6 separate regions of the Mus musculus genome follow, and regions 1, 2, 4, 5 and 6 are each linked to region 3. A link is a contact called in public HiChIP or PLAC-seq, Micro-C and promoter capture Hi-C data. All regions are on one chromosome and are shown on one strand. Each heading gives the region's core, a stretch centred on a gene start, on an enhancer-like site or on the middle of the called end of the contact. The rest is flanking DNA. Distances are from core to core; before and after follow the strand shown. Region 1 holds the start of Slc17a5 (solute carrier family 17 (anion/sugar transporter), member 5). Region 2 holds the start of Cd109 (CD109 antigen). Region 3 holds the start of Gsta4 (glutathione S-transferase, alpha 4). Region 4 has its middle 47 kb from the start of Eef1a1. Region 5 holds the start of Elovl5 (ELOVL family member 5, elongation of long chain fatty acids (yeast)). Region 6 holds the start of Gclc (glutamate-cysteine ligase, catalytic subunit).

Region 1 (4,365 bases), core at 1,752-4,251, 400 kb after region 3:
CCGCAGAGTGTTGATACAAGTGAGGCAAGAAGGAAATCTGGCTTAATGCACGCAGTTCAGCAGCTGGTGTTGGTTCAAACCCCGCCCGGAAGGACCGTTTGCTTTAGGCACATTTAAGTACAGTACAATTTTGGAAAAAGGTTTCCTGGCGACAATTAACTCAATCCCGTGTGCATGACGAAGCTTATGGCATTACAAAGTACATGTGATCTCTTCCATAAAGATGAATTCTTATCGATTGAGAAACAATGTCCGAGATAAAGCTCTGGAGAGGAAGAGTCTGGAATAAACAAAAGTCTGGGGGAGTCAGGTGTGGCCTGGCCCTACAGATAGCACAGGTCACTAGACTATTAACCACACCCACTCCCAACCTTCTGGGTGGAAAACAGGTTATACACATCTTCTGTTGTCGAGACAACCCTGCCTGTTTAACATTGCAGGCTTCCCTGAGACTATCCATATCAGCCGAGCTGTGGGGATTAAAAACCACAGGGACTCACAGTGTCCATTCACATAGTCCCCATCTCCATACCTGAGAAAGCACTTTCTGTTTGTTTGTTTGTTTGTTTGCTTGGGGGAGGGGGTTCAAGACAGGGTCTCTCTGTGTAGCCTTGTCTATCCTGGAACTCTTGCTCTAGGCCAGGCTGGTCCTGAACTCAGCAATCCGCCTGCCTCTGCTTTCCAAGTTCTGGGATGAGAGGCGAGTGCCATCATTGGCTGGCTCTGAGAAAGCATTTCTAATCAAATAAAGTGCTACGTACCTATGTAAGGGAGAAAGGAGGCCTGAGAATCTCGGGAGACGAGCCAGGAAAGGTCTTTTTTGGAAGAGGGATATTTAACAGAGGCTTCCTCAACGGGCAGAAGTTGCCAGGTAGCTGCGGGGGTGGGGTGGGTGTGAGCACAGCCATTCTAGCAAAAGCAGGACCAGGGCCTGCAGAAGTAGGGATGTGAGAGAGGCACAGGGAGAACATAGGACCTTCCTTCCCCCGAGCTGGTTTACTAACAAATAGTTCACATTACCGTCGAGCGCTTACTGTATTGAGCTCCTGTTACAGAACGATGAAGATGAACCGCAAAGTACACAGAACACTACTCAGCACACAGAAACTTCAGGAACTGAATTGCTATCACTGCCTTCTCTGGATCCTGGAGATCGAGCTCACGTGTTAAGAAGTGTATTTCTCATTTGTGGGAAATTAAGCTTTGTGGGGCACGAGGCTCCTAGTGGAACAGACAGGACGGCCGGGAAGGTAGATATCCCTACCAAACTGGCGGAGCAATCGGCCTTGCGTGCAACTTCCGGTGCCACGTGTCTGTGGCACCAAGGAGGATGTGATGACGGAGGACAGGGACAGGGAATCCAGAGCAGTGGCAAAGTGTCAAACTTCGATTCTAACCCAAGAGGGAAGCCAAGGGGGCAGGAGGTGTGAATCAGTGGACAGAATGCTTGCTTACCACGCATTCAGGAGGTGGAGGCAGGAAGGTCAGGAGAACTAAGTCACCTGCAGCTACAAAATAGAGGCCAGCTGGGGCTACATGAGACCCTGTCTCAAAGAAAACCAAGCAACCAACCAAAAAAATGCAAGTCCTAGGTTTGACCTACTGATGCCTTACACTTTTCAAAATAAAACATTCTATTTTAGATTTTAAAAAAAAAATCTGTTCTATGTACGAATGTTTGCCTGTATGTATGTCTGTGTACCACAGGTGTGTCTGAGTAGGGAGGGTGTTGGCTCTCTTGAGCTGGAGTTATGGATGGTTGTAAGCTTCCATGTGGGTGCTGGGAACTGAACCCTCGTCCCCTGGAAGAGCAACCAGTGCTCTAACTGCTGAGCCATCTTTCCAGTTCCCTAACAAACTATTCTAAAAATAAAAACAAAACCAAAACAGATCACCCAAAAGCCAACAGAAGTAGTCTGAATAAAGTCAGAAAGTAGGGTAGTTACCCACACAAGTGGGAAGGATGGTTAAAACAGTTACGAAAGAATTCTTTGGTAATGTCAACAAAAGACATACCGACAGAAGACTGTTCCGGGCCAACAAAGGCAAATTTCCAGTTCAATTCTTTCTCACACCTATATCCTTGAATGTGTCCAAGCCGATTTGTCCTTTAGTTTTCTGTAGCTTCAGGAAGCTACATTACAAAAGTGTAGCGAAATCCAGTGAAGACACATACTTGTGTTTTGGGGGATGGTGGGTATGGAGACTAGAACCTTGTCAGGCAAGGACTATACCTCTGTGCAACATGCGCCCCCCCCCCCCCCCCCCGCAATGAAGATGCTTTTTGAAGTAGCACCTGCAAGACCTCTAGTACGGCATATTGTCTTAGAGTGCTAAAGATATCTTATCTTGAGAATAACCTGTTTCCTAACTTAAATTGCAGTCTGATAGACAAGGAAAAAATAGAAATGTCTGCAATATTTTGGTGTCTTACAGCACAAGATATTCGCGGGATTATGCAACTGTCCCCCGCACACTCAACAGCTGTTAACTCTTCTTTGTTGTTGTTTTGTTTTTGTCTCTCCTCCCCAACAAGGCGCTACCAGATCACATGTTTACAGGCCGGCATAAGCGGAAACCTGGCGGCCGCTGGAGGGGAGCAAGAAGCACTTTGGCCCCTTTGCTTATTGACTCGGATCGGGTACCCCTCCGACCCTGAATTGCTTCAGTCCCGCCAGCGCCACAGGCACCTCCGTCCCGACCCACAGCACTACAGCGGCTACCTGTCCCCCCGACCCCGCAGCCACTCCTTCAAGGCGCCCACGGCCGGGAACCACCCGCCCGCCAGGAACGCTGCCACTAGCAATCACTCGGTGGTCCCGCAGCTCACCCGCTTCGGTCTGCCGGGCGCCCGGCAGGAGCGGGGTGCTGTCCGAGCTCTCCTCATCGTCGTTTCCCGCCGGACCCCGAAGCAGGGGCCTCATAACGCCTGGAGAGCAGATGTGCCGGCGTCGTTGCTTGGCCAACCTAGCTCTCGGCAGGACAGCCCTTCGCCGTGCTGGCTGGGCGGGGCAGGATATTGCCCCGCCCCAGGACACGCCCATATCTGGTTGCCTGTTCCTAAGGCGCCATTTTAGTTTCGGGCAATTTCCCGCTGTGGGCAGGGTTGGGTTGGGCGTGGCGTTTGCGCTGTGCAAGATGTGTGTCACCAGCGGTAGGGAGCCCAGGACTCTGTTACACTAGTAAAAGCCCGGGCATTGGACAGCCTGAAGGCGGCGATGGGGTTTGCATCTCGCAGTGATAGGGAGCTAGGGAAATGGGCAGGGACTATTTGCCTTCTAAATGTCTATAATAGTTTTCAGTCTTTGTCCGTTTTGTGACAGCATATGGCTTTTGAAAAGTAGCAAAGGAAATCATGTTTTGTCCGACGAAATTGACTGTTTCAGAGGTGAACCCCAATGTAGGCAGCTGCCTTTTCTCTTTAGGAAGATACTGTTGATTGTACCCAGGGCCTCACACATATTAGACTAACGCTGATACATACCATTGACCTACATCCCCAGCGGGCAGGCCACGTGATGTATGAGCGTGGGGGAGTTTTCTCTGTAAATCTAATTTGGACAGATTTTCCCTACTGCTGACTCTAAGAAAGAGGAACTAGGAAAATGCTTCAGTCAGCCTTGGTGGGGCCATCGGGCCTCTGAGTAATAAAAGCCATATCTGCAGACCGATGGAAAAGACAGATGTGGTAGACGCCCTTAGAGATTTCCACGCAGACCAAGGAAGAGCAGAGGCTCAGAAAGTCAGGTGAGGCCCCTGTCTAGAAGAAGGGCTGACTGAGATTTACTAAAGATATCCCTAACTCTTGGGCCAGTAAATGCTGATGGGCAAGTTTTCAAAAAGACAGCTGTAGAGATAAAGCCCTTGAGTTTGTGCATACCCGCCTGGCAAATTCTTATAAAATGTATGTACAAACAGCACTTCTGGTGTGGTTAATTTGATGTGTCAGTTTGCTTGTCCTCCATGTGAGTGGATTTCAATTTGTTTGAAGGTTTGATTAGAACAAAAAGATCAGCTTCAAGCCGGGCGTGGTGGCGACACCTTTAATCCCAGCACTCGGGAGGCAGAGGCAGGCAGATTTCTGAGTTCGAGGCCAGCCTGGTCTACAGAGTGAGTTCTAGGACAGCCAGGGCTACACAGAGAAACCCTGTCTCAAAAAAACAAAAACAAACAAACAAACAAACCCAGCTTCCCTAACTCATCCCCTTGTACCCACCCCCCCACCCCTGAACTCCTCCAACAGACGGCTTCAGATTTCATTAGCCTCGGGGTTCTCATCTTTCTGCACCTCTGCTATCCTGTGTGAGCCAATAGGTTTGTTCAACACTGTATCTCCTCTCCTTTATTGCTAAGATCATCCTTTTT
Region 2 (4,242 bases), core at 1,694-4,193, 420 kb after region 3:
CTGTTGCTGTGATAAAACACCACAGCCAAGGCAACTTTGAAAGAGTTTATTTTGGCTTATGGTTCCAGATAGACAAGAGGCCATGGCAGGGGGGCATGGTGGCTAGTGACAGGCATGGTTGCAGGAGCAGGAAGCTGAGAAATCACAGCTTCAACCACAAAGTGAAGCAGGGGGTGAACTGGAAGGGGGTGAGGCTGTGCCCTAGAGGTGTCCTTCCTCCTGCAGGGCTGCACCACCTCCCCAGATACCACCGATGAGCTGAGACTATGGGGGGCATTCTTCATTCAAACCATTACACCCCAATCTATTTTTATACTAGTCAACTTTGGAAATCTTCAGTTATCTTATTTAGTATCACTGAGGCCAGTTGGGGGAGTCATGCTGCTGTGTTCTTTTATGTTCCTTGCATTTCTGCACTACAATTTGAGCATCTGTTGGTTTGGAGCTCTATTCTGGATTTATAACTATATTCTGATTGAACAGCATATTTTTGACAGCTCCATCTCCAGTATAACTCAGAAAGGAGAAAACAAATCAAACTGTTTAACATATAAACATACAGGACTATACTCAAAATTGGTTGTCTTTGTTAGGGTTTCATTGCTGTGAACAGACACCACGACCAAAGCAACTCTTATAAGGACAACATTTAATTGGGGCTGGCTTACCAGTTCAGAGGTCCAGTACATTATCATCAAGGTGGGAGCATGGCAGCATCCAGACAAGAATGGTACAGAAGGAGCTGAGAGTTCCATATCTTCATCTGAAGGCTGCCAGTGGAAGACTGGCTCCCAGGCAGCTAGAATGAGGGTCTTAAAGCCCACACCCATAGTGACACACTTCTACCAACAAGACCACACCTCCAAATAGTGCCACTCCCTGGGCCAAGCACATTCAAACCACTACATTGATTAAAAACCAAATATATCACCCATGCTTATGAAATAAAACATTGCAAAATTAGCACAGAATTTGCCACAAAGTTGAAAGCTCTTTAGGGAAATTGAGGAAATTGTTAATGAATGACATATAGGAAGGATGCAGGGAAAGGGGAAAAATAAATAGAGGAGAGGCAAGAGAAAAGGAGGGATGTAGAAGAAGATTATGATAGGGGAGAGAAAAGAACAAAGAAAAGAAAAAGAAAAACAGTTTCCCAGGAGTTTGGAAGAAGAGCTGAATAAATATAAGGGAAATTAAAAAAAAAATAGAAGTGAGAGGGATTTTTTTTTTTTTTTTTTGAGACAGGGTTTCTTTTTTTTTTTTTTTTTTTTTTCTGAGTCTATTCGTCCTTGTAATAGGGACATCCTGTGAGGCTGAGTCTGTTACCAAAAGTGTATCGTGATGAGGAAGACATAAACCTGGAGGTTATAGCAACCTAAAGACTGCACGGTTGAAATGATCCTATTGGTTCTAATCTTCTCTATTAATCTTGGAACACAATGCTATCATATTTTGTTATCATATCATATTTATCCCCGACTGCATTTCTTGTCCTTTACTATGAAATCCTGTCTTGGGAAGTAACCCAGTTACTCCAACTTTTTGTTTTTGTTTTTTTGTTTTTCTCATCAGTGTCCCTAATTGCCCCTACCTGGAGACTCTATGGACTACTTGCTGTCCATGGATGGAAAGAAGAGTTGCAGTTTCCACCCGGGACCGGCTGAATCAACATCCACATCTTGATGTGACTCTCACACACAGTAGAGTGTGACAAACACAGATTTAGAACTTGGCTCATTGCCCACACTCGAACCTGCTCCTCCTCCCTGTATCAGGGAGCTGAGGAGATCAGTCTAGCAGCTGTGCCAAGAGCCAGCTGCACCCCGTGGCACATTCAGACACTTCTCACCATACCCTAGTCCCACTTGCACAGGATGATGACCACTAACAATAGGCTGCCCTTAGAACAGGACACAAGGGATATCTTCAGACGTTCAGCAGGGTGACCAAGGCCGGGACAGGAAGGGAGGAAAGCAATTTCTGTGCTCCCAAACCCACACTTGGTCCAGGTGCCACCTCCCTCCATTTAGCAGACAGTTAAAACATTCAACGTTTCTCTAGTTGCGTTTCGTTCCAAACCAGACCGTCATTATCTAAAATACCTTTTGGAAATGAGAAAGTTTAAGTCCTCAGGGACTGAATGTGCCTATTTTCCAAGTCTTTGGCAGTTCCCGGCTTTTATGGGGTAGTCATGGTGAAACCGAGTCATCTGAAGACAGGGGTGGTGCCAAGTAGGGTGTGGGGGAGGCAGCTTCAGAAAACCTGGGTTCAGAAAAGCAGTGATCAGTAATTGCTGGGCACCAACGAACGCTGGTCACCTTCATTCCCAGCGCCACACTTCTCTCGGGACCCTATGTTCTGACAAATTGTTACAAACTCAGGATTCTAATGAGTACTTTCGGCAGAAAAATGTGCTTAGCGATGATTACAAGGACCCAACCATTTTCCCAAGCAGTTGCTTCTGAGTTCCAAGTGGCATCACGTAACTTTTTACTTGTGCCAGACCCCCCCCCCCCCCATGTTCCCCTTTCCTTCTCTCCCTCCTCTTCCTCTCCCGCCTTTCTTTAAATAAAAACTAGGTGCTGGGGTCACATTCAGGGGTAGGCACCCTTTTTTAAATTAGAGAAACCGTAACATTTTCTTAGGGAGTTAAGTAAACATCAACTTTTATCTTAAAAAAAAAAGTCCCCCCCCCCGCTTTTTCATACATATACAGAAACTACCAATATATACCTACCGATGTGTGAATGTGCATGTGTGTGTGTGTGTGTGTGTGTGTGTGTAGGCACGCGAACGCTTGCCATTTTCCTAAACTTCTGACTCATCGTCTGGAGGACAATGATTGACTTTTCCTCAGTTCACATAGCTGCCCTGGATGCCGCTCACAAGGATGGGCCTGCTTATTCACTCCGGGCATCCCTGGTAGAGCGCTAGAGTAAACAAACCCCAGGTTCCCGGTGGCGGGGGAAATGGGCTCCCTATGTTCTCCCTGGGGAGCAGGAAAGTTGGGGCCAGGTTGTGGCCACCGCGTGCAGAGACCGCTTTTCTCAGCAACGGGACAGCGCGACGTTAGCCTGGGAGAAGCCAGAAGCGCCATTGTGATGCAGCGGGATGGGTGGAGCCATCAAGTCTCAATTTAGATCCCTCTGCTTTTAGGCGCGCCCATTTCAGATTGCTAAACCCTGGTGTGAAGCGGGACAGGCCAGGGCAGGAGGTGGCCAACCACACCCCGCAGGGCGCGCACTTGGCGGGCTGCAGACCCCACGGGCAGACGCCGAGATGCGCAGTCGGAGGCTCCTGAGCGCGGCCCACCTTCTCTGCTTGTGCGCGGTCGCGCTGGCCGCCCCAGGGTAGGAGCGCGGGCTGGAGGGCGCCCGCGCAGGGGATGCGCGCGGCATGTGGGACCCGCCAGGGGGGCTTTCTTTAGGGTCCTTGTGCTGCGACAACTTGTCAAAGAACGTCGTTCTAGCTGTAGTTCACGCTGCTCTGCCTTTTGCCTCGCAACTTGTTGCTCCTCAATAATGTACCTCTTTTTCAGAGACTTTTTTTTTTCTAAACTGGATGTTTCTACCGTGACACTGTCAGTGTGACTGAGGTGACCGGAGTAGGATGAGAATGCTATATCAAAGACTGTAGGAAGATTAACAAAAATTAGACTGTATAAATTGCTCCATTTCTTAAGTGGTTTTTTTTTTCCCCCAGCAAAGAAATCGTTATTTTTACGTGTGTGTGTTCATTTGTAGCTCAGGCTGGGCAGTCTTCAGTTTTGAGTGGCAGGAGTCTAGGCGTGCAATTACCACACCCGGCCTCCTTGGGGGACTTTCATGTTTCCTAACTCGGAGATTTCATTGCTGGGTATTTATTTTCAGGTGGTCAGGTGGTGATTTCAATTAATGGGACTAGTTAGATGACCCCCCCCCCCGTTATATAGATTTGAGCAGGCTGAATCATAAATCTAGGGGTGTGTGTGTGCACACATGCGCTCGTGCGCGTGCTTCCTAAGAAAATAATGTGGAGATGAAGTCACCTTAACGAGGCTTGGAGACTTGCATTTTGCAGTGGCTTATTTTTCCCTTCTGGCTCCTGTGCCTTTGAACTGTTTGAGGAATTATGGTTTCCGTAGCATTTCATGGCCTTACGAAACAGCAGAGGCACCACGTTCACTGTAAATAGTGTAGTGGAGCAGTGCAGAGATCCCCCACCCCCTTTCAGAAATCGAAGTGGGGTGTGTGTAAATAAGAT
Region 3 (4,576 bases), core at 1,427-3,926:
CGCTATCTGAACAAACGTTAACAGGTTTTTTTCTTTTTTTTTTTAAAGATTTATTTATTTATTATATATAAGTACACTGTAGCTGTCTTTAGACACACCAGATCTCATTACAGATGGTTGTGAGCCACTCATGACCTCTGAAAGAGCAGTCAGTGCTCTTAACCACTGAGCCATCTCTCCAGCCCCTGGGTTATCAGGTTTGAAGGATGTCCTTCCCTTGTCACCTCCCCACTCATGTAACTCCAACATTTGAGGATCCCTGCTCATATATATTCCGAGCCTCTGGACGTGGGCATAGCATCCCTAACCTGAGCAGGATCCAGCTCTTTATCCAGGAATAAAGGCTCTCTTTGTTTTCATATCGAACTTGCAGTTCCTAGAGTTCTTCCGGGGTTCCCGAGAACTGGGTATAACAACCCCACAACACCTAGAGGAAGACAGCCACCCAAGGATGTCCTACCCTTAGACAGTTCAGCCTTGGTGAGATTTGATTGTTTGTTTTTGAAGGGGGTGTGTCTCTGTGTAGCCCTTACTGTTCTGGAACTTGCTCTGTAGACCAAGCAGGCCTCAAACTCATAGAGATCTGCCAGCCTCTGCCTCCCCAGTGTGGGATTAAACACATGCTCCAGCACTCCCTGTCTTTGGTGAGATATTTTATTACCCATAGCAAGGAACATAGGATTGCTTCTCTTGACACATCTTTGGATCCATAAGTCCTTGTTCAGGTGCCACTAGTGGCTTTCGTTCCCTGGAAAGATACAAACAATGTCTATTCACCCAAGATAGGGCATCTGTGACAGACAAAGGAGAACTTATTTAGAAGCCCATTTATCTTGCTAAACCACTTAGTTTACCATGGTTACTTACAGAGCGTGACTGAGGGATCACTTCCTGGAGTATGGGAGACATTAGGGAAGCTGCGTCTCTGAGAAGTCCACCTCAGCATGGGTAATGAGAGCTATATCCCAGAGCTTATTGGACAGCTTGAAGTCAGCTGCACAAAGGCAGCCTCTCTTCCATAACTGTCTTACTAATTTAACCTCAAAGAGTAGCTTCATGAGCCTTTCTTAAGTTCCCGGACTCTTTCGAGCCTCATCATCCTACCAAGATTCTTTGCCACAACCAAATCAAAACCTGCTCTCACCTTTAAGAGTTAAGATGATTGATCTACAATTAAATTTGATTTAATCCCAGCAAAGGCAGGCAGACCTCTGTAAGTTTGAGGCCAACCTAGTCTAGGGAGCAAATTCCAGGGCTGCCGGGCTAGACCAGAGAAAGCCTGTCTTGGGGGGCCGGGGGTGGGGGTGGGGGCAGAGAGCAGAAAAAGGAAACTTAGTCAATATGGAAAAAGAACAGGGATCCAGGCATCCAGGGACACACCCATCTTCCCCACCTCAAGTCCATCTTCCAGGTACTGAAGTGAGTTCAGAGTTTAACCAGAGAGCCTCAGGCACGCACATCTAAGCGGTCCTGGTCTAGGCAGTGGTCACGTGTGCTCACTGCTTTTCTGTGCTTCAGTCTCATCTTGTAAGACGTTCTGACTAACTCTTAGAAACTGTGCCAAAGGAATGTTTCCCAGGAGACAAGATCCCCCTCTGACTGGATTCCTGGGGAGTGTCCCTTTTCTTTGAGGTCCATTGTTTCCGTAGTCTGATAGTCGGACTGAGAGACACAAAGTGTCTCTTTTCAAATGTATTTTTGCCAGCCTGTTACAGAAACGTAAGCCATTTTGCATTGGGGCAACTGGTTTGAGGGGCAGCACTTTTAAAGAGGTGATAAGGTGGATGAGGGCTCCGCTGTCACGAGTGAATTAATGTCACTGAGGAGCGGGTTAGGTACTGAAGAACTAGCTTGCCTCAGTTTTAGGCTTCAAAGCCGTCCTACAGTAAAGACAAACTAGGTTTATTCCTGTTCATGACTGTACCTCTGTTTCTCAAAGGCAGAGCTATGCCCCACCTGTAACCTTAACTACAAACGGTTCTTGATGGGCTGCCTATGACTGTTCCAGGAATGGCGGTCATGCCTTTTTAACCATCTGCCCCATTCTACAGGGTAAAATGAAAGGGGAAAAAATTCTTTAAGGAGAAAGAGAGGGAGGGGGCAAAGTTTCCCATTCATCGGGAGTCCACCCCTAAGGTGAATGCACGAGCTTGCCGCTTTCTCTCTCGTCAAGGGAGGGCACACTTTTTTTTTTCTTTTATTTTACCCCATCCTCAGCAAGTGAAAGAAAGCCCCTCAATTTTGGCTTGCCCAACCTCCAGAACTGTACGTCTCTAATTTGTTTTCAAAAATAAAGTCTTGAGTGTCTATTTTAGCATCACAAGAATGGACCACAGCACGATGCTCCCAGTCGCTGATTCCTCTCTACTGTACTTTTGTTGGCAATGAATACAATGAATTCACAAATCTGCAAGCTCTAACCTTTCAATAGGTTGATGTTATAGTTATTTTGAATACAGTGCATTTATCTGAACTGCTTATATTACTGGGTTCCCCCGTAGAGAATGTAAACACTTCCAGCACAGGAATCGGAGTCCTCGCGTCAGCACCCCCAAAGAGTGTACTCAGTAATGAGTCAGCGAAAACTTTTAGAGCAAACCTGTTCTTCTCCCCGGGAAACAAAGCGTTAACCAACGTGCCTAGGGGGCGTGTACATTTCTTAAATGTTCAATGGCTGGTGGGCGGAGCTTCCAAAACGACCTGCAGGACGGTGAACTTTCGCTCGCAGAACCGCTTCTTTCCAGTGCCTGGAGACAACAATCCCACAAGAATAAGGTGAGTGAGTGCGTACATGTGTGTGCGTGCGTGTGTGTGTGTGTACTCCTCTTGCACTGAGTAGTTACATAATTTTGCTAAAGCTACAGTTTATAATCCGCAATTGTTTTAACTTTGTGATTTATTTGCTGTTCACTATCTCAAAGCTTGTTTAGGCCAAATAAAAGGCACAAATTTTTTCTGCCTAGTAGATGAGCGGTTGGTATGGTCTAAAGGTCTTGGTAGGGTTCGTTTTCTCTGCCATTTAAGTAATTAAAAGGCAGGAGGAATTTCAACTGCAACAGATAGCAGTGAAGAAATCTCAAACCCTGCAGACAGGAGCAGAGACTCAGCAGCTGAAGAAGGGGGCTTGCTGGAGGCAAGCAACCACCCACATGCAGCAGACACACAGAGAAAAGATCTGCAACACTGAAGCCACAAAATCTAAAAATCCCCGATCTCTTCTCGAGGGCTGGATTTGTTTGTTTGTTTGTTTGTTTAGTCTCTGAAGACCCCCCCCCCCCAATATAGGGTAATCACTTTAAAGAAAAGAAGTTTCTCTGGCCTGTGACTCTCGTGTAAACCAGCCCTAATCCAGATGGCCTAGAAGGTGTTGAGTTAGTCCCTCAGCAGTGGCCTGCTGCTGGGAGGTAAAAGCCTGCAAGGCCCTGGTTTTAAGGGGCCAGGCTTTTGTCTCAGCCTGGAGGGTATAGAAGAAGCCAGCCATCTTGGAAGTTCATCAGGTTTCTTACATATCCATGGCCCCTCTCCCTGTCTGTCTAACTTCTAGTCTCTCATGATTCTGAAGAAAATAGCAAATGGACATCTATCCAATGGACACGCGTGCGTTGTCTGTGCACAGCTTAAGTATGACTGGGCACACCAAAACACCCTCACACATTATAACTTCAAAAGTTGAAGAGACCTGAGAAACCTGCACATCAAATCCTACACTCTCCTGGCCCTGTGTGGAGTCAGAGCAGTTAGCACTCCCTCCCTGTGACGATGCTCGTGTGTGTGTGTGTGTGTGTGTGTGTGTGTGTGTGTGTGTGTGTGTGTGTGTGTGTGTGTGTGTGTGTGTGTGTGTGTGTGTGTGTGTGTGTGTACGTACTCGGGAGCGCAAATGCCAGCCTTGGGAACAAGAAAGCAGCATCCCGTAGCCTCCCCTGAGACTCATACCCCCTTTTGATTAACAACCAACTTTTCTCAGGTGCAGATGGCTCCTGCCCTCGAAGGAAACAGAACCCAATACCCTTGAAATGATAACAGCCCACTCTTAGACTATGAAAAAGAGACAATTAAGTGTTCCCAGACAGCTGTGGCCAGTTGTAAAACTACACCAGCTTCCTATAGCACAAGGTACTTTTCCCAGGTCGGAAAGGTTCCTTTCCAGCTGCACGTTCCGCCCCGCTGTCAGAACAAACCTGATATCAGGTTTGAAGAGCAGAATTCCTTTACCCTCTCATGGAATGCCAAGGCTTGGAAACCCGGCCTGCAGTTTTTTCCTTTATAAACCCCCTTCACTTAGACCTGGGGGTTCACTCTCTTTCCTGTTTCATCAGGAAGGTTGGTGGCCCAAGCTCGAGCTTGAATAAAGACCCTCATGCAATTATAGCAGGTTGTGATTCCTGATGGTCTCTTTGGGGTTTTTACAATCTGGGCACAACAAAGTAAATACATAAGACTTTTTTTTAAAAAATGATTTTATTTGTTTACAGTTCAAATGATATTCCCCTTCCCGGTTACCCCTCCACAACCCTGCCATCCCACCCCCCTCTGCCCCCTCCCCTTTGCCTTTATGAGGGTGCTCCTCCACCCATTC
Region 4 (4,408 bases), core at 136-2,635, 340 kb after region 3:
GGGGCTGCAATTAAAGCCGTGAGCTAAATTAGTTCTTTTTGAGCCTGGGTCTTGCTATCTACCAAGGCTGGCCTAAGACTGTAGTCCTAGCTGATTCTGAGCTAGCACACCTTTCTCTACACCCCAAGTGCTAGGATTGCAGGAATGGTCCATCCACCATGTCTGACTTCTATTGGCTTTCTCAATATTGGCTGAAGCTTCTCTACTCCTCGAAAGTTCTGCAGGAGAAATCCCAAAGACAGCAAATTCTCTATTAAACAACTGACTGCATTTTTAAGGAACCACCTTCTAACTTCCAGGCCTCAGCCAACTTCTTTCTGAAGTCCCTGTTCTTGGCAGAAAAGCCAGTTCTGTACTGAGATCCATGCTGGCCTTCAGCTATAGTGGGAATGGGGCCAAAGGTTTCAGAGGTGGAGTTCTTGATTTTGTTCCATTTTGAGACGTGGTTTCTATTTGTAGTCCAGGCTAGCCACAAATTTGCAGTCTTCTAACTTCACCTGTTTACACTTGGGTATTGTAGACATATGTAACCATGCCAGGCTCCTATTCTGTGTATGGGGCCCTGCAGTTTTGGTCTCAAACTCACTATGTAGTTGAGGATGACTTTCAACACCTGATCTTAGAGTTGGGATTAAAGGCAATATTGTTTCGAGACAGGGTCTATGTAGCCTGGGCTGTAATTTGCTATGTACACAAGGCTGGCCTGGAATCCACAGAAATGGCCCTTTGTGCCTTCCTAGTGTTGGGGTTTAAAATGTGGGTCAACCTTAGACCGGAGAAAAAAACTATTTCGACGACTGTCTGATTAAAGCAAGCTGTGTTTAGACTGTGCACTTTCCCTAAGTTCGGGTCTCAGAACATCCCCTCACTGGCTTTTGAGGTCTCTTATATGTGGAAGGGTTAGGGTTGATAGAGAAGAGCTGTTGAGATAATTGGCTGTTAGCCCCTGGACATAGAAGTTGGGGTGGGGACATGGTGGTGGAGGAGAGGGGCTACTCAGGACCTAAGGCAGTCTGTGGGGTGTGGAAGGGCACTCATCAAGGTATCTGGAAAAACATTTCCGTAAGGCAAAAGGGCAATCATAGCTTACAGATTCAGGGGTTTAGCAAGGCAAAGGGATTTACAAAGGGTATATACATCATGGGGTTACAAGTTAAGCACAGGTTGAAAAACATGGTTTGTAGAATACATTATTAGGCTTAGGAAACAAATTTATTCTTGTAAGGTATGGAGACTTAATAACAACGTGGCTCTTTAACAACATTGTGGCTCCAGGTTTGGTTTCAAAGTCACCACACTTGGCCAGAATTGCGGTTAGGAGCTAACATTGCCTTTTAGAACAAAAACTGAGAAGCAAGGGTCAGGAAAGTCTTTTTGCCTCGTGACCCTGCTGCCTCCAGCGGCCAGAGGCGGGAGCGCGGGCGGGTGACGCCAGGGGCTCCCCAGCCCGCAGTGACTTTCCATCGAGCCCTTTTAAATGCCTTTCTTTTGCACGTGGTTTCTGTGAGTCATCTCCTTTCTCCAGACAAAGAAATCTAGGTTTTGCTAATCGGGTTTCCTGAGTCCGCTAAGGCATGAGTCAAACTCGTGCTTCCCGAGTGCTGTAAGCTCTTCTTGCTCCTCCCCCAGGGGAAACGCCCGCTGCCGTGGGGCAAATCCGAGTTTCTGGGGGGCCGGGGGGGGGGTGTCAAAAAATTCACGCGGAAGGTGAGTGCGGCATGGAACCTGTCGTAAGTCCCAAGCGTCAGAAGAGAAGAGCGTTTGTGTGTTTTAAAAATAGTTCTCTTAAAAATCTTTGGACAGGCTCGGTGGCTCCAAGGGTAAAGGAGCTTCTATCAAGCCTGAAGACCTGGGTTCAGTCCCTTGGGAAGGCGGAAACCGAAAACCGGTTTCAATAAGCTGTCTTCTGACCTTCACACACGGACTTAAATTATTAAAATAAGTAAATAAATAACGAATGCGTGAATGAATGACTGTCTGGGCGTGGTGTGGCATGCTTGCAATCCCAGCACTTGCCGCCAGGTGGAGGCAGGGGGATCCAGGCCAGCCCTCATTACAGAGTCAGTTTGAGGCCAGTTTGGATTTCCTGAAACTGTTTCAAAATAGAAAAATGTGGTTATTAGAAAAAAAAAAACATTAAAAAAGAAGGGCTTTATACTGGGGTAAGAGAGTGTAGGAAGAGGCAGAGCTGAGGGACAAACTCCAGGCAAAGTAAATCAGCCATTTGGCAAGGCCCGTGGCTGCCGTGAATATCAACAAGTGCCACTTTGTCCCACAGTGCCACTTTACAGCCTAGCCAAACCGGCGATGCCCGAGGGTGCAGGCACTTAAAGCCCAGCGCCAGAGAGGCCTGCTTTGGCTTTCTTAGCCTTTAGTCAGTTCCAGATTGACCCTGACGGTCCTCCCCCCGCCCCCCCCCCCCATGATTGATTTTTCTTTTTAATTTCCAAACATTCTAGTTAAATAAAGGAGTTCTGGTGGCACAGGCCTGAGGTCTTGGCTTTTGTGAGGTGGAAGCAGCAAGGTCAGGGACTGAAGGGCAGCCTTGGATGTAGGAGACCCAGTCTCAACAAGATAAAATGAAAATTTAGAAGAGAAAACCTAATCCCTCCTTCACTATTCACAAATGCTTTTAACGTTTTGTTTGGTCTGTCTTAATAGTTTTTGTTTTGGGAATACAGAATGTCTACACATGAGTGTACTTATCAGCATTATTAAAAAAAATCATTTCTAAATTACGTAGTGTGTGTGTGTGATGAGAGTCCCTCCTCTCGTGGTGCCTGGGATGGAACTCAGGCTTTTCAGCAAGCATCTTTTTTTTTTTTTTTTTTTGTTTTTCGAGACAGGTTTTTTCTGTGTAGCCCTGGCTGTCCCTGGAACTCACTTTGTAGACCAGGCTGTCCTCGAACTCAGAAATCCGCCTGCCTCTGCGTCCCGAGTGCTGGGATTAAAGGCGTGCACCACCACGCCCGGCTTCAGCAAGCATCTTTATCTACTGAATTGTCTCTTAGCAACTCACACCAGCTTTATTAACAACGTCCTCGAACTAGAGAACCCTAAGTCCCCCCAGGGATAAGTGGATAAAGCAAAATGGCAGGACAGGGTAAGAAAAGCCACTGAATTCTGCACTGTGTGCGGTGCTGGGCTCGTGCCGCCAGACAGTGCCTTCCACGTGCCTGATAAACATTCTGCCCTGAGCCACAACCCCGATTTTAGCTATACACTTTCAAAAGGTGAGTTGGGTGGGATGTGAGTTAAATCTCAGTAGTCATTATAAAAAATAACACTAATAACATTAATTTTGTTTTTTGAGACTTTTTCTTTTTTGGTTTTTCGAGACAGGGTTTCTCTGTATAGCCCTGGCTGTCCTGGAACTCACTTTGTAGACCAGGCTGGCCTCAAACTCAGAAATCCGCCTGCCTCTGCCTCCCGAGTGCTGGGATTAAAGGCGTGTGCCACCACTGCCCGGCACATTTTTTTTTTAATTACCAAAATAATTCATATGCCTTGTAAAATATGAACTCAGAGGGAATAAAATCAGAAAGCTTTTCTCCCTGCCCAGCTTTAATACACTGACAATCCGGTGACACACCTCCTACTCTTTCCTAAACAGTCTACTGAGAACCAAAGGTTCCGATACAGGGGCCTATGGGGACCATTCCCACTGAAACCACCACAGAGCACAACCACTTACATCCCAGTCTCATTATTTTTTATTTTTTTCTTCTGATGTAGGGTCTCATCAGGGTATCCCTGGCTAGCCTGGAATCTTGCTATGTGAACCAGGCTGACTTGAAAGTTATAGCAATCTTCTTTCCTGTTCCTTCCTGAGTGGGTCTCCTGCAGTGCTGGGATTAAAGGCCTCCCTCATCTGTCCCCTCCTCCACTGCTCTCACCACTGCACCCTCAGCCTTTTTATTTCCTTTTCCTTTTTAAAAAGATTTATTTAAGTACACTGTAGCTGTCTTAAGACACGTTTTCTTCTCTCTTCGGCCCCTCTCTCTCCGCTCGAAGATTTATTTGTTATTATACATAAGTACACTGTAGCTGTCTTCAGACACCCCTACAGAGGGTGTCATCTCATTACAGATGGCTGTGAGCCACCATGTGGTTGCTGGGATTTGAACTCAGGACTTTCGGAAGAGCAGTCCATGCTCTTAACCACCGAGCCATCTCCCCAGCCCCAGTCTTTTTATTTCAGTCCCCTCCTCCTTCATCTCACTCCCCTTCTGCCCCTCTAAATAAAGTGTTTATGACTTACTCTCACTTGTGTGAGTGCCCTTGGAAAGTTGTCACTTTTTTTTGGGGGGGGGGATTATGGGCCGGGGCTGCCTCTGGCAACCTTGCATGGGTTCCAGGTATTAAGCACAGACCTGTGTGCTGTCACAAGCGCTTACCCTTCATGCCA
Region 5 (4,498 bases), core at 2-2,501, 270 kb before region 3:
TTCATGCTTCACCCATTCAAAAAAAAAAAAAAAATGGTTAGGACTTCTTGTCATACTCCAGATTACAAAGAACTGTCGCAGATGATGCCTCGAGCCTTGTAAATGCCATTGAGGGGAGAAACAAGCTAGATTTAGTGCATTACTTGCCTACAGATCTTAGCGGTCCCTGGTATGTGAAAGCTACGAGACAATTACAATGAACACGGTGAATGCTAGGAGGCCAGGTTGCACAGATGACCACTCACATGCCACTTGAACGACACTTCCTGTATAGACAGACAGACATGCACTTATGGTTAGCACTCAGCACTGTTGCGGGGAAGGCGGTCCTTACTCAGTGTTTATAGAAATGAATGGCAACTAATTGTTATTGCTACAGCAATTTGTGAATGTTTAAATTATCTAATGTTTATAGTTTGTATATTCGTATTCCTATGACAGTGGTCTGGGTCCTGGAACATTGCTGAATATACAATAAACATTTTACTATAATTTAAAAAAAATGTTTCTACACTGAATGACTGCTTGGCTGTGTTGTGTCAGTGGGTGTAAAGCAAAGGGGGCACAACAAAAGGTTACATTTCTAACGTTTGAAGTAAGAGTTGTAGGCCTTGATTTATCAAACAGCAGCGAAAACTAGAAAGGCTCTTATGTTTGTACCTGCGTCCCTTTTAAGTCTTTGAATTTGCCCAGCTGAAAGACATTACAGTATTTCATTACAAGACTGATAATTTCGTAGAGTAGAAATATCAAAACTCCCAATAGTGTGTGATCAACCTATCCTAGAATTACGGTTGCAAAGTTCTGAGTGATTTCTGTTGCTTCAATTTGCGCAACAGCAGCTCCACCTAGGTTTTAGAACCCTTGCTAAAACCATGAAAAGGGTCCCCTTCACAATGGTGGCGAAACCCGTTAGGTGGGTGGGCACCTGCCAAAACAAAAACAAAAACAAAAAAACCACCGCCAAGCCTGCCCCTGCCCCCCGGCTGTTGGAAAGAGTTCAGGGCATCCAGAACTTCACTGTGGCTATTGCGCAGACTCTGCGTCCCACGCAGGCTTATTAGGAAGAAGCAAGAAAACTGCCCCGAGACACGTGAACCACAGGAGACCAACCCTGGCTTCCTCTGCTCACCGCATCTGATTCTGGAATTTACAATCACGAAAGTTCTATCGCCCCAGGATTGGTTCCAAGGCCGCATGACATCATAGCGCTTGATCCTGCCTCCGGGCTCGGATTGGCTGGCCGCGCCATTGTGACGTCACGGTCAGCCCACGCCGGGGTTGAAGCTGCCGGGCGCCTTCCTCTTGCATCGCGGCTGCAGCTTGCTTCTGTTCCCGCGCCCGCTTGCACATCCTCCTGCTCGCGCGGTCCTGCTGCCGTCCGGTGCTCCCCGTAGCCGCTCAGGCAGAGAGGTGAGCCGCCTGCTTCAGGAACTTGGCGGGTGCCAAGGCACTGGGGTGCGGCCAGGCTGCTGGCGCCGTGAGGTCCGGGTTGGGCGGGGGGCGGCAGGCACCGTGGCCCGGCGAGCGCGGGGCGCGGGCCGAGCGGAGCTCCGCCGGGATGGATGCTTTCGCACCTGTTCGTGGGTGGCAGCCACTTTGGCGCACTGACAGGCGCGGAGATCGCAGGGAAGGATGGCGGCGCGCTTGGATCTTCCTCCGAGCTTTCTCTGAGCGACCGTAAGGGCTGCCGAGGAGGAGTCCGCGTGGGTCCGTGCAGTACCGGGCTTTGGGGCCGCGCGCTGGCCTTTCCCTGCTTTCCTCTCCTTTGCTGCTGCCAGGGACGCCCGCTTTCCCGCGACCACTCCAGCGGGTATCTGCAGCCCAGCCTGCCCCGGGAGGGTGGAGACGCGGACGCATAGCTGCGGGTAACGGCCTGGAGTCTGCGAATCCATAAAGTGCGCTGCTCAGAGTTTTAGGGAAAGTGTCCTTTATTGTTTGCTTGCCAGCAAGCCTTCCCCTTCCCCTATCCTTGAGGTGGAGATAGTAAGGTCCAGAGAGAGTTCTTTTTAGACGATCTTGAAGCCTTCGGCACCTTTGAACTTGGCGTCCCTGCTCTAGATTACATTATGCTTATCTCCAGGCGCCTTGATTGCAAATTTGAAGGATGCATTGGATGAATTTTCGTAAGGGGAGGGGGCGATTGAAAGAATGCAACGCATGACTCCCTAGCTGGAGGATACCCGGGGAGAAGTCTGATAAGAAATTGTGGGGGAGCGAGCAGCCCTCCTCCCAAGCCTCGACTGTCTTTCTGTTTTTTTAATGTCAGGGCTGGTGGCAGGAAGTGTTTTGTACAGTTGTACAGGAGGGCCAGTGTTGTCTGTTGGTTTTGTAATTCGTTCCTCTAACCGCTTGGCAGTTATAACCTGTTGGTTTGTACTTGCAAGTCTTTGTGCTTTTGCAAAGTCTCAGGCCACAGCATTTGGGTCAAAAATCTACAGATACAGTCAGCTTTGCATTAGATGAATGCGAATGCACACCGTAGATTTTATCTATGGCTGGGCACAGGTGCATCGTTTATCTAGTCAGTCCCAGTACTGCCGGGTTTCTCTGCGAAAGCTCTGACCTTGAAAAAAAAAAAGGGGGGGGGGCTACTTTCCTTTGAGATTTTTCTCCTGATAACGTCAGTGCCAGGAACATCCACCATAGGCCATCTCCTTTTCTATTCTCTTTTTGTCTTTCAGTTTGGAACTGAAGACAGAAAGGAGGAATGTTATATACTTTCACAGAATGGAGGGTAAACTTAACCATGAATAGGAAACATGGGTGTTGGGTTTTTCAAAATAGGTAACTAGTAAGTAGTTCTTACTTGACTCGGTTTCCTTGTCAGCCAGCCGGGTCCCATGTAACTGATTTATTTATTAGGTGGTTTCAAGAGACTGTAAATGGAAGAACCCAACAGGGGGTCTGCTAAATAGTGGTTTGATAAATGTTTCCTTTTCCTTCCCTGGGATTAACAGTGTTTCTCTTGGCCAGAGCCTTAGCCTTTGGATGCCTGTTGTTCACAGAATTCTTTCCCCCAGCAGTTCCGCTAATTACTGCTTGTGCTGCTGTTAGAGGGGAAGTACTCACCTTTGTGCTAGATTTCCAACTTGAAGTCTACATACAAATCGAGGCAAAATTGCCTTGTCTTCCAGGAACTATGGCAGAGTAGAGCATATTTGTTGCCTAACAAAAAAACTCTGACACACACTAACCTTCCCAGGGGTGTGTGTGTGTGAGGTGTGTGTGTGTGTATTCTACTTTTGCCTGCCAATTCACAATATCATAGACCACTTCCTCTCAGTTGCCTGTCTTTTCCTGCATGCGTTCCCATTCAGAGGCCATTCACATGGCTGCTTTCCCCATGCCTTGTTTCTGTTTTTCCTGCTGCAGAGAGCTGAACCCAGAAGTTCACACGTGCTGAGTAAACACTGCCACTGAGCTCCTTCAATCCTGCGTCATGAACTGATGCTAAGAACAGATTTGCTAAGTGTTTCTTTCCACAAACCAGGGTCCTCTAGGGAGTCCCATTACCCATCTTTTTGTTAAAAAACCTGGAACTAGCAGCCAGGTGATAGTAGCACCTGCCTTTAGTCCCAGCACTCAGGAGGCAGAGGCAGGCAGATCTCTATGAGTTCAAGGCCAGCATGATCTACAGAGCTAGTTCCAGGGCTAGGGCTGCACAGAGAAACCTTGTCTCAAATCACCCAAACAAACAAACAAACAAACAAACCTGGAGCTAAGGCCCAGAGATGTTGACTTTCTGAAAAACACACAGCCTTATCTCCAGGATTCCAGCTTCTCACTACATCTGTCTGTTGTTGGATTGTTTGTCTAGTCAGCTACATGTCATTTATGTAATTGTGCTATTTGCTAACTTAAAATACTCTAACCATGTGCTGAACCATCTTAAACCAAACTCAGCACGTGTGAACTTCTGGGTTCAACTCTCTGAGGCAGGAAAAACAGAAACGAGGCATGGGGGAAAGCAGCCATGTGAATGGCCTCTGAATGGGAATGCATGCAGGAAAAGACAGGTAACTGAGAGGAAGTGGTCTATGGTATTGTAAGTTGGCAGGCAAAAGTAGAATACACACACACTAAACCATAGGATTAACAATTTGCTGCTTCTCAGTCTGCCTGAAGTATGTTCCTGTATTTATCCTATTCTTGATTCATTTGTTTTAAGACAGGGTCTCATTGTAGTCTAGGCCGACCTCATCTTAGGGGTTTCTGAAAGGTCAGCCCTCAACTTCTGATCCTCCTACTTCTATCTCTTAAGCACAGGGATAATAAGGTATAGGTTAACATTTGGTCTGGGCTGTGCTGGGCATGGGACCCAGGTCTGGCAAGCAGTGTACCAACTGAGGTATGTCCCCAATCCACAATTCATTTTTATTAACTTTCTGACTTAGTGGGTATGTGTTAAATATGTCCATGGCTGGGGTGTTTGGATCCAAAGATGAGTGAAGCAGTTTGTGATTCCAAAAGGCTTCTTGGTTTGGCTTACACTGGG
Region 6 (4,226 bases), core at 903-3,402, 440 kb before region 3:
AGTCAGTGCTCTTAACCGCTGAGCCATCTCTCCAGCCCCCCAAAATTAAGCTTACTACAACTAAAAGTTCACTTCTTATGTCATGTCAGTAGGATTCCAAATGCTCAATAATCACTTGAGGCTGGCAGCTGTCCTGCTGAGTCATGCAGGTGTATGAAAATGTGAGGTGAGACTTTGAGAATAACCAAATCTTCTTTGGGGTACTTTACATGCAGGTAAAACAGCTTCTCTCCCCATCTCCCAATACCTGTTCTGCTCACAGAGAACCTAGGCTTATTAAACACTAGTCTATATTGAACAGTTCCCTAGAAGTACAAAATACACACACAGACGTGCGCGGGCGCACACACACACACACACACACACACACACAAACACACAGACATCACCGGTACTCTAAGGAAAGCCAGTATCCAACATATATAGTGATACAAATTCAGGCACAACACAGAGTAGTCAGGACTCAAAGGAGTGTATCAGCTGGAGAATCTGCAGCACCCAGAAAAGAAGAAAGAATGGTGGATCAGAACATAGTTAACAACCTAGCAAGGATGGTGGGGAGGACACAATAAGGTAGTGGGCAGTAAGTAGTGAAGATTGAGTGGTGGTGGTGTTAGAATGGTTTTTTAAAAGAATATTATTCCAGCTATGTGCGAGAGAGAGACAGCATCATGTCTCCTCAGTTTTAGATGCCATCTAACCTGTGCACATACTTAAATGCATTCCACTGTGCAAATCACAGCCACACTTTCAGTATCTGTGGCCCCAAGCTCTTTGATGGCCTCATTCAATGAGGAAATATTCCTATCATGCATTCATCGATTAGTGTTCATTGAATGTTGTGATGAGTGTTCATTAACTATTAAATCTAAAGCAAATGTGGAAGTCCATGCCTCTAATCCCAACACTCAGGAGGCTGAGGCACGATGGCTGCCTGGAGTTCAAGGCCAGGTTGGGCTATCTAGTGAGATCTTGTCTCTAAGTAACTACATGTTGAAAATGTAGTTACAATGTGTGTGTGGGGGGGGGGAGGGTGTAATAAATGTTTTCTGCCCTCTGTACATGAATGGATCATCTAGTTACTGCATATATTTATACAGTTGCAAAACATTAATCGAATAACTATTCGGGCAAGGTACCTTCCCTTCGTTCCCACGGAATCCAGTTCCCAGAGCCTTCCGCACTCAGGGTAAAGCTCTCCTGAGCAATAGAATGACCACCGCTGGATGGACCTTCGGTTCTGAAGGTGGGGAAACTTCTGAAGAAACTTCTCACACTGCACACTTGGAGACAAGACAAGACAAGACCTCTTTTGCACAGTGAGTGATCTCTGTGCCGACCAGAGATCCCATTGGCAAATAGTTAACGTACAGGGTTTACAATGATGATATACATATATCTAATCCCTGCCCATACATGGACGCATGTAAATAACCAGCAATCAACTCTATGCATATCCATGCCATGTGGAGTCGTACAACATTTATTAAAAAGTATTACTCAGCCAGGCAGTGGTGGCACATGCCTTTAATCCCAACACTTGGGAGACAGAGGCAGGCAGATTTCTGAGTTCAAGGCCAGCCTGGACTACAGAGTGAGTTCCAGGACAGCCAGGGCTACACAGAGAAACCCTGTCTCGAAAAACCACACATACACACACACGCACACACACTCACACAGTATTACTCAGCCAGGCGTGGTAGTGCACATAATTGATCCCAGCACATGGGAGGCAGGAGGATCTCTATGAGTTCGAGTCCAGCAAAGCCAGTCCAGGACAGCCAGGGCTACACAGAGAAACCCTGTCTTGAAAAACCAAGAAGAAAAAAGAAAAAAAAAAAAAGGATTACTCTTAACTTTATACCCTTTCTACCAGTACAGAGTTGAACAGATATTCAGATATTTCAGCTCTCTCTCTCTCTCTCTCTCCCTCTCCCCCCCTCCCTTTTTTTTTTTTTTTTTTTTTTTTTTTTTGACCCAGTTTTCTCTTAGGACCCAGACTTTTCAGTCCTTATTCGCAGACAGCCCCGCCCCCCCGCGGACACCCTCGGCCTCAGCCCCGCCCCCGCCCCAGGCCCCACCCACGACCTGCCGCTTCGTTCCCCGCCCCCGCCGCAGCCTATAAAATCTGGAGCGCGGCGCACGGAGCGGCAGGCGCGGAACTGGGCATGCTCTGTGTCGCCGCAGCTTTGGGTCGCAAGTAGGAAGCCCGTGCACGACACCGGCGGCGCCGAGTGGAGCGCTGCCGCGGCGGCCAGGGCCGCAGGGCCGGCGTGGGAGCGCGAGACCGGGCGGCGGCGAGAGACCCCGACCCGGGCTGTCAACCGCGCGGCGGGGTCCGAGCCGGAGCGGGAACGGACGGGACGCCCGCCGCGCGGCCCGAGGGCGCCCCCAGAGCGGAGCTGCGGCCGGGAGGAGGACGCGGCCATGGGGCTGCTGTCCCAAGGCTCGCCACTGAGCTGGGAAGAGACCCAGCGCCACGCCGACCACGTGCGGAGGCACGGCATCCTCCAGTTCCTGCACATCTACCACGCAGTCAAGGACCGGCACAAGGACGTGCTCAAGTGGGGTGACGAGGTGAGCCCGCGCGCCTTTGTTCGGCCAGGCCGCCCGCGGCCCCGCCACCGGCCCGGGCTCGGCGCTGGCCACTCGGGCTCATTCATTCCTGTCGGGAGGCAAGCCGCTCGGACACAGGGAGGGCCTGAGCGGGAGGAGTGTGAATATCTGCCTCCCGGCGTCCGGTCGCACTGTTCGCCTTGGAGATGAGTGTGTACAGGACCGACTTGCCCGGCTGGCTTGCTATCACGTTTCAAATCTCCAGGGTGTTTGCTTCGGCCCTCGGTTTTCTCTAGCTCTTTTTCTTAAACGCCTGACACATCTCACATCTGTCCGCAAACTTTAGAGTTATACATTGCAACAAATACATTGCTAGACCTAAGGACTTGGGGTTGTCTTCCTAAAAGACGGGAGACTTCATTATCCGGTTTAACTGTAAATGCTTACAACTTAGAGGTTAGGTAAGACTGGTTAGAGCCAGCAGCTAAGCGTTACCAGTCAATGCTAAAACTTGTGCATGATCTCTGGGACCCATTTGTTCGAACCATCTGAAAGCGGCAACGCTAAAAACATTTTTTTGTGTGTGCATCCCCTATTTTTAAATAAGCACATTGATAAAAAGATACATAAAGTTAAATAACCTCTTGAGTCTGACCTTTATTGTGTGGGGTTGGCATTTACGGCAGATAGCGTGCCACTCCTGTATGTATTTATCGTTTAGTATTATCCTTGGGCTAAGTTTCAAAGTGTTGCTGTACCGGCATAGACTAGCTTGCGAAAAGTTAGTTTTTCTGTATCTAATGTTGGTAGATGATTCTGCCATCTGCAGCTGAAAGAATTATGCTTGGCCTAAGGAAGTATTAGGACTAATATATATTCCTACAAAAAAAATTGTCTATCACCACATTTTCTTTCAGGAAAGGGACACACTCGTTTGGCAGTTCTCCAGTTTTAGTCCAAAGTTTGTTGTGTATTTACATTTGACAGTTCTTCATTTGTGTTCCGTGTATCATATACAGGGCAGGGATATTATGGGTTTTATCCACTTGTTTTTCCTAGGGCCTAACTAGGAAATATATATAGTTGGCAGCAGCAAATTGTGGCGTCCTTTAAGGTTCTCATGGAACCAGCCACTGTTGAGCAATCAAAAATTTACTTTTCGCTGTCTTGCTAGGACTCCATAAAGACAAAAATAAAAACAAATGAATGTCTTTATAACCATTTGGAGTTGAACTTCATCCGCAGATGTTCAGTGCAGTCGAAGCACAGTGGTTCACCATGCCCCTTGCCTTTTCTCTACTAACCAGGAACCTCCCGGATCCAGATCCTTCTTTCTGTTTTAGAAAAAAAAAAAAAAAACGCTCCCCCTGTTGGCAGGAAGAGCATGTACAACTAACTGCCTGTTTGGAGAGACTTCCCATGGCAGACGAGTAAAGTGAGTGGTGTGAGAGGAACAGCAGAGCAGGACCTCAGGTGTACCACACATTTCCATCGTGACGGGATCTGGTGAATAGAGTCGGTACCAAGTTTACCTTCCTCCCCACAATCCTTATCAAGGAGACTGAAGAAGCCAGGCAATCTTGTGCACTTGTATTCTGTCTGTATAGGGGGAGAATGTTGGGCCCAGCATTTCAACCAATTAACACTGTTTTTAAAGACAGGGTTTCTCT

Evidence for each region. Promoter capture Hi-C pulls out the DNA fragments that hold promoters and counts their contacts. Hi-C and Micro-C count contacts between places; a contact is called where the count stands out from the background. HiChIP or PLAC-seq counts read pairs in DNA pulled down with a chosen protein or histone mark. Capture Hi-C pulls out chosen DNA fragments and counts their contacts.
Region 1: an H3K27ac HiChIP or PLAC-seq map of microglia shows a contact between it and region 3, with 4 times the contacts expected there. The contact joins the promoter of Slc17a5 here to the promoter of Gsta4 in region 3. A contact is called at or near these places in 1 of 484 Hi-C or Micro-C datasets (CD4 T cells), 2 of 115 datasets of contacts at active chromatin or transcription factors (extraembryonic endoderm stem cells and microglia) and 2 of 9 other capture datasets (adipose tissue and embryonic stem cells).
Region 2: an HNF4G HiChIP or PLAC-seq map of pancreatic cancer cells shows a contact between it and region 3. The contact joins the promoter of Cd109 here to the promoter of Gsta4 in region 3.
Region 4: a Micro-C map of embryonic stem cells shows a contact between it and region 3, with 3 times the contacts expected there. The contact joins the enhancer-like site here to the promoter of Gsta4 in region 3. A contact is called at or near these places in 1 of 39 promoter capture datasets (embryonic stem cells), 5 of 484 Hi-C or Micro-C datasets (all in embryonic stem cells) and 5 of 115 datasets of contacts at active chromatin or transcription factors (embryonic stem cells, extraembryonic endoderm stem cells and pancreatic cancer cells).
Region 5: a promoter capture Hi-C map of the HPC-7 cell line shows a contact between it and region 3. The contact joins the promoter of Elovl5 here to the promoter of Gsta4 in region 3. A contact is called at or near these places in 4 of 39 promoter capture datasets (the HPC-7 cell line, cranial neural crest, liver and 1 more), 2 of 484 Hi-C or Micro-C datasets (CD4 T cells and Sertoli cells), 2 of 115 datasets of contacts at active chromatin or transcription factors (embryonic stem cells and memory CD8 T cells) and 1 of 9 other capture datasets (liver).
Region 6: a contact with region 3 is called in a promoter capture Hi-C map of adipose tissue, with 2.5 times the contacts expected there. The contact joins the promoter of Gclc here to the promoter of Gsta4 in region 3. A contact is called at or near these places in 1 of 39 promoter capture datasets (embryonic stem cells), 8 of 484 Hi-C or Micro-C datasets (CD4 T cells, CD8 T cells, double positive thymocytes and 2 more), 3 of 115 datasets of contacts at active chromatin or transcription factors (embryonic stem cells, large pre-B cells and thymic regulatory T cells) and 2 of 9 other capture datasets (adipose tissue and liver).

What each region holds. Positions count from the first base shown.
Region 1 is chr9:78,585,044-78,589,408 of GRCm38.p6, forward strand. It overlaps Slc17a5 (solute carrier family 17 (anion/sugar transporter), member 5), which reads right to left and starts at 3,002. Exons shown (of 11, transcript NM_172773.3): 1 at 2,831-3,002. The coding sequence starts at 2,924.
Region 2 is chr9:78,612,603-78,616,844 of GRCm38.p6, forward strand. Cd109 (CD109 antigen) reads left to right here and starts at 2,944. Exons shown (of 33, transcript NM_153098.3): 1 at 2,944-3,350. The coding sequence starts at 3,280.
Region 3 is chr9:78,189,290-78,193,865 of GRCm38.p6, forward strand. Gsta4 (glutathione S-transferase, alpha 4) reads left to right here and starts at 2,677. Exons shown (of 7, transcript NM_010357.3): 1 at 2,677-2,775.
Region 4 is chr9:78,526,021-78,530,428 of GRCm38.p6, forward strand. No RefSeq gene overlaps it. Among named protein-coding and RNA genes, the nearest start is that of Eef1a1, 47 kb to the left of the region's middle. Within about 2 kb of position 1,386, at least 404 of the 459 cell types and tissues checked have an H3K27ac peak or open chromatin away from gene starts, as enhancers often do. A contact at or near this core is called in embryonic stem cells, extraembryonic endoderm stem cells and pancreatic cancer cells, where this site is marked.
Region 5 is chr9:77,916,114-77,920,611 of GRCm38.p6, forward strand. It overlaps Elovl5 (ELOVL family member 5, elongation of long chain fatty acids (yeast)), which reads left to right and starts at 1,252. Exons shown (of 8, transcript NM_134255.3): 1 at 1,252-1,413.
Region 6 is chr9:77,752,383-77,756,608 of GRCm38.p6, forward strand. Gclc (glutamate-cysteine ligase, catalytic subunit) reads left to right here and starts at 2,153. Exons shown (of 16, transcript NM_010295.2): 1 at 2,153-2,577. The coding sequence starts at 2,428.